Linked DNA regions of Gossypium hirsutum: region 1 is linked to region 2. The links are chromatin contacts, called in public Hi-C maps. All regions are on one chromosome and are shown on one strand. Each heading gives the region's core, a stretch centred on a gene start, on an enhancer-like site or on the middle of the called end of the contact. The rest is flanking DNA. Distances are from core to core; before and after follow the strand shown. Region 1 holds the start of LOC107956987 (transcription and mRNA export factor ENY2). Region 2 holds the start of LOC107957043 (mitochondrial import receptor subunit TOM20).

Region 1 (5,087 bases), core at 2,410-4,909, 160 kb before region 2:
CTTCCAACACGTTTCTCGAGTGTGCCAATATTTTTTACAGTGATCGCACCAAGGTTTTTTCTTTTTTCCACTATCATCATTATTTTTAATAGTTACAAGAGCAGAATTATCATCATTGGCTTCAAACCCTAGCTTTAACATTACTTTTCTCCTTGTCTCCTCTTTTTTAACCTCAGAATAAATCTCGCTAAGTTTTGGAAGCATTTTTTTCCTAGGATCCGAGATCTCACTTCATAAAATTCTTTATTTATACCAGCTAGAAATAAATAAGCTCTTTCATTCTCTTCTTTTTTCATAGCTTTTACACCATCTCTAGGACATTCCCATTCATCATTATAACACTGATCCAATTCTTGCCAAAGAGACATCATCTCGTTACAATAAAGAGTAACTTCTTTTTTCCCTTGCCTAGCTTTCCAAAGTTTTATTTTTAACTCAAAAATCTGTGAAGCATTTTTTAAATCTGAATAGGTGTCTTTCACAGCTTCTCAAACATCTTTACCCGTTGGGAGAAAAAGAAAAGGTTTACCTACGGATGCTTCCATGGAATTAATAAGCCACACAATTATCATAGAATTTTCTGACCTCCACTTGCTCATCTTTGGATAACCTACCTGTGGTTGCTCGACTTCTCCATTTAAATGACCTAGCTTGCCGCGCCCATCAATTGCTAATTTTACGGACTATGACCATTCCAGATAATTCTTGCCATTCAACTTGTGAGATGTCAGTTGAAAAGAAAGGTGAGAGGCTTCTGTCCCTTGAGTTATTGTACTCTCAGTAGTTGTTTCAACGGTAGAACTTTCTTCCTCTGTTTGATTGCTGGACCTCTTATCTCCAGTGAAGGCTATTTTAACCATGATGTTACTAGAGATTTAACCTAACTCAGATGCCATGAAAGTTTTCAAGAGAGCTTTTAATAAAACTGTTCTCTATTATTAACTAAAGAACTGAACTTAAATAGAGAAAATGGTCATAATCCTAATTGGGAAGATAGTTCTCTTATTCTAATAAACTACTAAAACATAAAAGAAAATAGTTCCCTTACTCTAATAAACTACTAAAAGATAAAATAAAAATATTCCTAGAATATGAATAAAACTTATCTACCTAAATAAGATTTATCTACCTAAATAAATTTAAAATATATACATATTCCTAGAATATATACTATTAAAAATTACATTTTAAGATCCTTAGTGGTCCAAGTATTATTTGGTTTAAGAGCACTGACACCATTAACAATATCAAGTAGTGGTTCCTAACCTGTAAGAACAACTCTCTACACTCTCTTGCCTATTGACTTGATAAATGCCCTTATATATATTTTTCAATAGGTGTAATATGAGCCAATGAGCATGGGTGTCTTGGAGATCGTGTTTCCTTCCATGTTTTAGAAAATCAAAAGCAATATCATAACCAAATTCGTTGGTATCTAGCTCTAATATCAATTGAAAGTGTTGAGTTGTGGATTTAGTTGTTATTTAAGTTGTAACTAATTGAACAATTAAAGACTGAGAATGTAAATAGGGACCATAGTAAATTGATTATGCAATTCGGATCCAATTTTACGTGTGTCAGCTTTGCTACAGAGTATCCACTATAATATCAATAGTACAATAAATGATTTAAGCTCTACCTCACTCATACTAATTATAACCTCACTCCTGTACAATTATAAAAGATTTAACTCTCTCACTAGTACTTTCCCTTGTGAAAGCTTAGTCCAAATTGATAGAACAATTTCTTTACAACATAAAAACACTTGCAAATGTTTAGAGTAAAAAATAAAGTAAGTTCTTTAATTTTCACACACAAAACGTAAAAAGTCTCTTTTATATAAGCATTTTGTAGACTTGTAAACCAAACTAGTGTAATTAGAATTAACCAATGTGATTTCGTCTCAATCAAAATTTTCATTATGGAATGAGATAAAGTAAAGATCCCTTACAATTGAACTTTTTTGATTGCATATCTTTATAAATAAAGTTAGCCAATCACATTAGATTACTTTGAATTGTACGTGGTTGACTGAATTTCTTCCTCAGTATTAATCATGAAATTTGCTACATGAGATTCCTTAAAAAGATGCACAAAAAGAAACGCTTTAATTCAGTCAATTATGCAAACAAAATAAACAAATTATAACTTGTTCAGTTGCAATGTGAATTGATACTAAATATTGCAATTGGCAGCATCAATAAGTTTTTTTTTTTGTATATTTGGAAACATCATTTATCTATTGTTAGAGTTGTGTGACCCAAATTCCTATTAACTAATATAAGAGATTGCTTGCAAGTTAAGTTAAACAAAATATATTTTCTTTCTACAAGATTTAGTATTTATTAGTATAATATATTAAGCATTTATTAGCATAATTTATTTGACATATAAATTTAGCTTATAAATAAGCTCTTTTACAACATTAGAAAACACACCCATTAAAAGATTATAACTCATAACACTTTTAGAGAATTTTGTGATTACGTTTTGAGGGTTTTTTTTTCGGGTTTTGAGATTTAATTTTTATCTCCATCTTTTGTACTATTCGTTCTTTTGCCATTATATTAAAATTATCTTTATCCGTAGTTTTTTATTCTCTTTGGAGGAATTTTTTCACGTTAAATTTGTGTGTTTAATTTTTCAATTTCTTCCACTATTTTTATTAGTTTGTTGCTTAATTGGGTAGATTCCAATCGTTATACTCATGTTTGGATATAAGTTAGGTACCATAGTCGAATTTTAATGCTTCGAGAACAATAAAAGGTTGAGGCAACATAGGTAGATTGCATACATGTCATCCGAGTGGGGGACAATAATAGTGGGGGGGAGAGACCTGGCCACAGATGCAGCTTTCTATACAACAGTCAGCAATTTAGCTACTTGACTACTTGGCTAAGACAAGGAAATCCCATTATCATACCAATGACCCTAGAGTAGAGCTGATCATGGGCTGGGCGGCCCAGCCCGGCCCGAAGGCCCGCCCGAAAAATGGGAGAGTTTGGGTAAAAATATAGGCCCGAAAAATGGGCTTAGGCAAAAAAACGAGGCCCGTTTAGAAAACAGGCTAGGCCTCGGGTAAGGGTTTTTTGGCCCGAGCCCGGCCCGAATTATATATTAATATATATATTATTTTTAATTATTTTAAATTTTTAATATAACTATTTTTTATTATATTTTTAATTTGTGTATTGTTTTAAGAATTGTTTTAGTATTATTTTTATTTGTTTTAATATTTGTTTTTATGTTTTTAAATATATTTGATTTATTATATTTTTAAACTTTTTTTATTTAATGAAATAAAAAAAATTTAATATGGGCCGGGCCGGGCCGGGCTCGGACTTAGTAATTTTATTTCGAGCCGGGCTTGGGCAAAATTTTAGGCCCATATTTCGGGCCGGGCCGGGCCCGAGTCTAATAGATGGGCCTGAAAATTTATATGGGCTCGGCCCAAACCCGGCCCGGTCCGGCCCATGATCACCTCTACCCTAGAGCTGCTTGAGAGAGTTTTTTTTTTTTTTTCAGCAGATGCCATTATTGTAGGATGGCACAATATGAGCCTCAAAAACAGCATTAAATTAGCAATACTAGGGAACAGTGACGGTCACATGATCTTAACACAGAATATGAAAGCGACCAAGATGCAAAGTTTTCAACCACTCAATTTTCTTCCATAGATTACATAAGAAACCACTAAAACAGCATTACCGGGACTACGTAATACTGTTCTTTGCACAATCAGGAAAGTTAGCCACATACTTGAGGATGCTAGCCAAGTTATTTATCTGTTCCTAGTGCCCCACGCGAACATGAACTCAGTCCCATCGAGTGTTTGGAAATGGCTCTTAGGTTCCACAAATATCTAGCACCTGTTCAAGTTGGACATATGCAGCTGAATCCATCTGCAATTCAATGAAAAAAAACAAAGAGAGACATAAAAACAGCTACCCAATATACATGGATGGGCAATTGGACACTTTGTTGTCATAGCCTCATAGGTGTTCCATATTAGTAAGATCTGAGGGTTAGGGTCCTACATTTATCTTTCTCTAATATCAAAAGAGTTCCAACGAAATTCTTATACTAAAGGCAGTATCTAAATCTAAGGCCTAACAAGCTAACAGCTATGGAATTCTTTATGTGAAGGGCCTGTGTCCATCCTTGAAAAAGGCTTCAAGAGATGGCCTTGTAAAATGCAACTAAATCTAGGGGCAAATCTGGTAAAATACTTCCTTCGTCTGAAATATCCCCTACGTTGTCGTTTCTAGGTGACGGTGTAGGCCGAGGAAAAAAATTTAAAATCCCTTCTTTTTTTCTTTGGTTTCTAGCTGTTTCGAAGTACAAAAATTTCTCCAATTTCCTCACAAATTTTCATTTCTATTTTGAGAGATTTAATTTAACATCATGTAAGTAAATTTCTTGTTTTTTTTTTCTTCAATTTAACTAAATCATAATCAAAATCGAATCTTTAATTTTTTTTTTTAAAATCCCTCAACAGGAAACATTCAGTAAATCGGCCTCCAACCCCTGATGGTGCAGAAGATCAAGGGAATGAACCCATCCTTCAAGAAATTATTAATATCAAGGTTCTTTTCCCTTCTTTTTATTATTTCATATTTTCTTTTTTCTTTTTTTTTTGGGGGGGGGTGGGGAGGTTCTTATTTATTTACTATGATTTAATTGAATTTGGTAGTTAATTGAAAGCGGGGAAAAAGAGAGATTAATGGAAATGTTAAGAGAAAGACTTATAGAATGTGGATGGAAGGATGAGATGAAAGCTCTTTGCAGGTTTTTTTTCTTTTCCCCACTATTTTTACTGTCTCCTTTGTATCCAGTTATTGTTTAAACTTTGAACTGCCTTGCTTCAAATATTAATTTGTGTATTTATCTGCAATTGATCTTCTTTCTAATCGTTTAACCTATCATTTTTTGTGTTGGCTTAGTTATAATTAATCTAAGGATTAAAATTCATAGTATCCGAAAATTAAGAGAATTTTCAAGTTCTTCTTAGATAAGGAAATTAGAATTAAGTCATGGCTTGTTTAATACTTTATAAATAGTTTCTTTTTTTAGAAAAAGTGGATCAA
Region 2 (5,273 bases), core at 177-2,676:
AATTAGTATATATATGTGCTCCAAGTGGGGGATTGTTGGAAAATATGGACATCACATATATAATAAGGATAATTACATGTTATTATTTACTATCATGATAGGTTAGCTCGAATAAAAGTGATCTAATTTGATTAAAGTTTTATCAGGCTTGAATTATTAAATAAAGTATGGGTCAAATATGTGTAGATACTCTAGTAATTGAGTTCTAATCAAATTCTAATTAATGATGGGTTAATTAGGAATTAGAACTAATATGCCAAGGTTATACATATTAGGATTATGGTCCCTAAATTACACAACAATATATCTTTTCTAATATCTCATCCTTAGAAAAGAGAGAGCAAATATTCTCTGAATTTTTTGTGTGGTAATTTGGAAGATCAAATCCCCAAGATCCGAAAAAATTTCAAGGAATTCAAGGATTTAGGTACGCTTTTGCATCTAGTTTTGTTCTTGATTTATTCTTGATGATTTGACATGATATATCCTGGTTTATTAAGTTTTATTTTTAGACTTATTTTACAAACCTAACACTGGTTTATTGTCGAAACAAAGCATTTCGGTTGATACTGGAATGAAATTGACCACCTTAATCTTAGGAAGTTAAAACTCTAATATATGAATGGCTTGTTCTAGGTAGAACATAACTAAGAGCACTTATCTTTGTTCAATTTAGGAACTTGTGTTTTGAGTACATTTTTGTGAGTAAATTCAAGCGAGACACTTGCTTTACAACTAAACTTTCAAGGGGAAAGATTTAGGGTTATTTTTCATTACTTTTGAAAAATGGTTTTGAAAAGTGATATGAAAAAATGTTTTTAAAAAATTTGGCTTAAAATTAAAGTGTTTAGTATTACTGTCAAAAAATATTTTTGAAAAATAAAATATCTATTTCAGACATGATATTGTAAAGTAAAAATATGCATTAAATAATGTATAAATTTGTTAATATTATGATACTTTAATAAGGATATAAAAAATAATTTATTGTAACTCATTTATTAATATTTTGATATATGAAATATAAATTTAAATATTTTAAAATTCAATTTGAATATATAAACTATATTTTACATATTAAAATATAATCATTTAAAATTTAAATATATAATATTATATACTTGAAATAAATTTCAATAGAAAAACAATTGTATACCGAAAATAAATATTACATAAAATACAGAATGGATCATAAGTTAAAGTTAAATTCTTAAAAAAAAAGGTTAAAAATGTCATTTAACTCCAAACGCGAAAACTACTTATTTAAAATTGTTTATGATTCGTCGATTGAGTCTTAATTCGATTGGTATAGATATTATTACTAATGCAAAAAGACGTGAGTTTAAGTGCACTGAAGCAAAAAGAAATATTAGGTGTAATAAAGATCCAAATAAATACTAACGGTGGTTGTATTGTAGCAAAGGTTTCATTTAGAACAAGAAGCCCATTCTCAAAGAGCCCAATTTTAAAGGAGGAAAATAAAATAAGAATATTGCAGATGCTGAAGTAAAGAAAGATTCACTCTGTCAAAGTCTTTAGGGCTCCTTCCAAAGACACGGAGTCTTGATTTGGATACGCTCTAACATTTGTCCGTACAGATAATTCATACTAAAGATTTAACCGGAAACCAAAGCCATGGAAATGTCCAACGATCTCGATAGGTTGCTCTTTTTCGAGCAAGCTCGTAAAATTTCCGAGGCTACTTACGCTTCCAATCCTCTCGATGCCGATGTTCGCTTTCTGCTTCCTTCGATCTTTTCTTTTTCTAATTAAAATGATTTTTTGGCTATTGTTTAAAATCTTGTTTTCTTGGCAGAATTTGACCAGATGGGCCGGAGCTTTACTGGAGTTGTCTCAGTTTCAAAGCGTTCCAGATTCTCAGAAAATGATTCAAGGTTCTTTAATATATATATATTTTTTGAATCCAATAATTTGTTTTATTGGCTATTGAAATTTATTGTAATTGGTAAAGCAACTAATTTAGATTAGATATGAATTTTTTTCTTCTTTAAATAGATGCTATTTCGAAACTAGAGGAGGCTTTATCTATTAACCCTAGAAAGCATGATGCTTTATGGTGCTTGGGAAATGCTCAGACTTCTTTTGCGTTTCTGACTAACAAGGAGGACGAGGCAAGGCCTTATTTCGAAAAGGCTGCTCAATATTTCCAGCAAGCAGTCGATGAGGTAATTTAATTTTCATTTAGTAAATGTTGGTCGCCATAGTTTTGATTCTGACTATGTATATACTTTCTTGACATGTTTGCTTTGTGATGCATATATGTAGGACCCGAGCAATGACATTTACCTTAAGTCTTTAGAAATATCTGCCAAGGTATTTCCTCTCTCTTTTCTTTATATTGGGTTAATGAATCTTGGGTAATGCTCCGTGTTTCTTGTGATATATATCTTTTAATAGCTACTACAACTTATTGTATTTTGTTGTGAAAATGTGGCGTGGACCTTGTTTAATATTGATGGGAGGAATGTATTATATTTCATTACTTCTTAGATGGATTTGTAGTGATACATATATTAGGAAATGTTAACTGTTGATTAGTTTGTAAACGGTCAATTGATTAGAAATTTTGCGCTTAAAGCCTGTGAGGGGAGGTATCAAGTTCAAAGTTCAAAATGAGCCGTATGCAGTTTGTTCTTTGTGGTCCTCCTTACTTTTATTTCACTCGAGTGCATTTAATTGTTTCTGTATTAAAAGCATCCTTTTCTTTTTCCTCAGGCTCCAGAATTACACCAGGAAATCATTAAGCATGGTTTAGGTCAACAGACGCTTGGGGCTGGACCTTCTACTTCTACTTCCTCCAATTCAACAAAGGCAATCTTCTTAGTTTTTTCCCTTTATGTTTCCCTTCTTCATATCTGCACTTTCCCTTCCCCTTCTTTTTCTCCTATAATCTCTATGTGGCTTGTGTTGTAATGTGCTGCTTAATAGATTGATTATTTTGCACTATTTACATATGCGTTTTAAAAGATCAAGGTTAGTTAGTTGGTCTTTAGTCTTTGTTTTCTGTTGATTTACATTTGATATCTTCTATATTTTCTGAGGAAGAAGTCAGAACGTTCTATGGATTGCAGTCATATTATGGTTAATTTAAGGGATTTACTCTTTTATGTATAACATGCATCATATTCAAGTGCATGCCCAAGCCCCTTAGAGCGGGTTCTGGCCTATGGTTTCTGTCTTTTATTATAGAATTATTGCTTTGAGAGATATGTAGCTTAGTTTGATGGTTATTATTTATATTTCTTTAGAGATCTGAGTGTGAGAAATTGTGCATGAGAGGTTATTTTTCGACATTAGGTTTGATTGGTGAAGGAGAGCTGATGCAGAGTGGTAATCAATTAATCTTTAAGATTAGAGTAGGATGAGATGAAATTGCTTTGGAGAAATGTGTGACATCTAATCACAAGAGAAATTTATACTGTGGCAAAGGACCAACAATGCTTTATGTCAATATGCATCAGGCAGTTAGAAACATAGCATGACTGAAATGAGGAAAGCAGCTGTAGCAGGGTGTAATTTAGGAGAATGCTTTTGGTGATTGAATCATGTATGATGTAGATGTTGGATCTTTTGTATGCCGGCGTCATTTTGTTTTAATGGAAGCAATGTAGAATGGAGAGGGATAAAGCATGCAAAAGATCTGACATACAGTTGCACATATTGTTGAAAGGAGTCTACATCATAGTATAAACATCAATCCAGTGTGATGGAGATAAAGGGTTCATGTAACTCACTCGTGGGATTCTGATCTGAACTAGTGGATTTTCTCCATTTCCTGTGAAATTCTTTTTGCGCCGAATAAGAGGATTATTGTGCTGGGAATAGTATCCTGGCTATTTTATTCACTCCCAGGTCCCAGTTTGTAGGTGTGATTGTTTAAAACTATTTCAAGTTTGTTTCATTTGAAGTGCTTATCTTGTATATTGGTGTTCTGTTGAGGGCATGCTCTTTTCTGATGACCCTTTTTGCATCTGCTTTTGTTTTTCTTACGAATTCTGTCTACCATCTTGCAGACTGCTACAAAGAATAAGACCAGCAGTGATCTCAAATATGACATATGTGGATGGATAATCCTTGCTGTTGGCATTGTTGCATGGGTTGGGTTTGCAAAATCACAAATGCCACCCTCCCCACCGCCACCACCCCCGCTATAAGCGACCACATCAACATTCTCCCGAGTGATTCAGACAGCCTTCATCCTTTTGAGTCGAGACATTTGAAGGAAATTTGAGAACTGTATGTTATGAGTACTTATTTTTTTGACCTTAGTACTTTCATATCAATGATCCAATCTGATAAAGATTTCTGTATGAAACAATTATTTTCTTTCCTTCAAAGCTTAGAAATTTATCTCGTCTGCCTTTGGCTACTGATTCAAAACTAGCCATTTAAAGTACAATTGGTTTATTAACTGGAAAAAATCATTTGACTACTATTGATTACCTTCTTTGACCAGCATTATTATAAAGAATTGGAGCTTCGTTAAAAAATGGCTGCAGTATAGTTGTACGGTAACGAAACCATTCAGTTGATCTCTTTTTGGTGCTCTTTCGCAACTGCACCACCATGCGTGGCGCGGTATCTCTGCCGTGTCAGTTTTAACTATTTTTAGCTAAACTATGGAAAGAAGATATTAATTTGAAGTGATGCAAAACTATTATTTAAGAGGAAAAGAGAAATAGAAGCCAAAAGGGTCATCACTACATTTATAAGCAAAAATAGAATCCTCAAAAAACTAAGTCATCTTGCAAGCCATCGCTTTATGTTCCTCTCATTTCTCTTTTCCATCCTGTTAGTAGAATAACTCGGTTTCTTGTCACCGTCTTCAATTTTTTTGTCCTTTGGTCGTTGGGAAGAGGTGGTCTGGAGCTCTGGCTGCGAGCTTGAGTCCTTGGTTCCTTTTTCCTGGCTTGTCATGTGGCTTTCATGCTCGGTGTTGTTTGTCTAGCTTTTGCTCGAGTTTTTGTCCTCTTGGCTTTGTTCATTACATGTCTCTTGGCACCGGTTTTATCCTTCATCTTCGTTGATCGGTCATTGATGGTTCTTGGGAGCCAATGCACAGGTTTTGCTTTCGGTGGTCCATACCTAAGAATTTGATATGGTTTTGCATCCATCAACAATCCAGCCAACCCCACGGCAGTTCTACCGCTAGTTTTACGAGCCTCGTGGCGGCATAGTCTCCTAGTTGGCAGGTGAGCATGCTGTAGTTTAGGCTTGGTTTTCGAGCCCTTGTACTGCCTCGTGTATATTTT

What was found. A called contact is a pair of places that touch in the nucleus more often than the background predicts.
Region 1: a contact with region 2 is called in a Hi-C map of leaf, with 2.6 times the contacts expected there. The contact joins the promoter of LOC107956987 here to the promoter of LOC107957043 in region 2. A contact is called at or near these places in 18 of 34 Hi-C or Micro-C datasets (anther, callus, fibers and 3 more).

Annotation. Positions count from the first base shown.
Region 1 is chrA05:84,528,328-84,533,414 of Gossypium_hirsutum_v2.1, reverse strand. It overlaps LOC107956987 (transcription and mRNA export factor ENY2), which reads left to right and starts at 3,659. Exons shown (of 5, transcript XM_016892413.2): 1 at 3,659-4,406; 2 at 4,499-4,586; 3 at 4,694-4,788. The coding sequence starts at 4,405.
Region 2 is chrA05:84,370,551-84,375,823 of Gossypium_hirsutum_v2.1, reverse strand. It overlaps LOC107957043 (mitochondrial import receptor subunit TOM20), which reads left to right and starts at 1,426. Exons shown (of 6, transcript XM_016892476.2): 1 at 1,426-1,731; 2 at 1,817-1,895; 3 at 2,017-2,186; 4 at 2,287-2,334; 5 at 2,737-2,832; 6 at 4,035-4,378. The coding sequence starts at 1,636. The coding sequence ends at 4,175.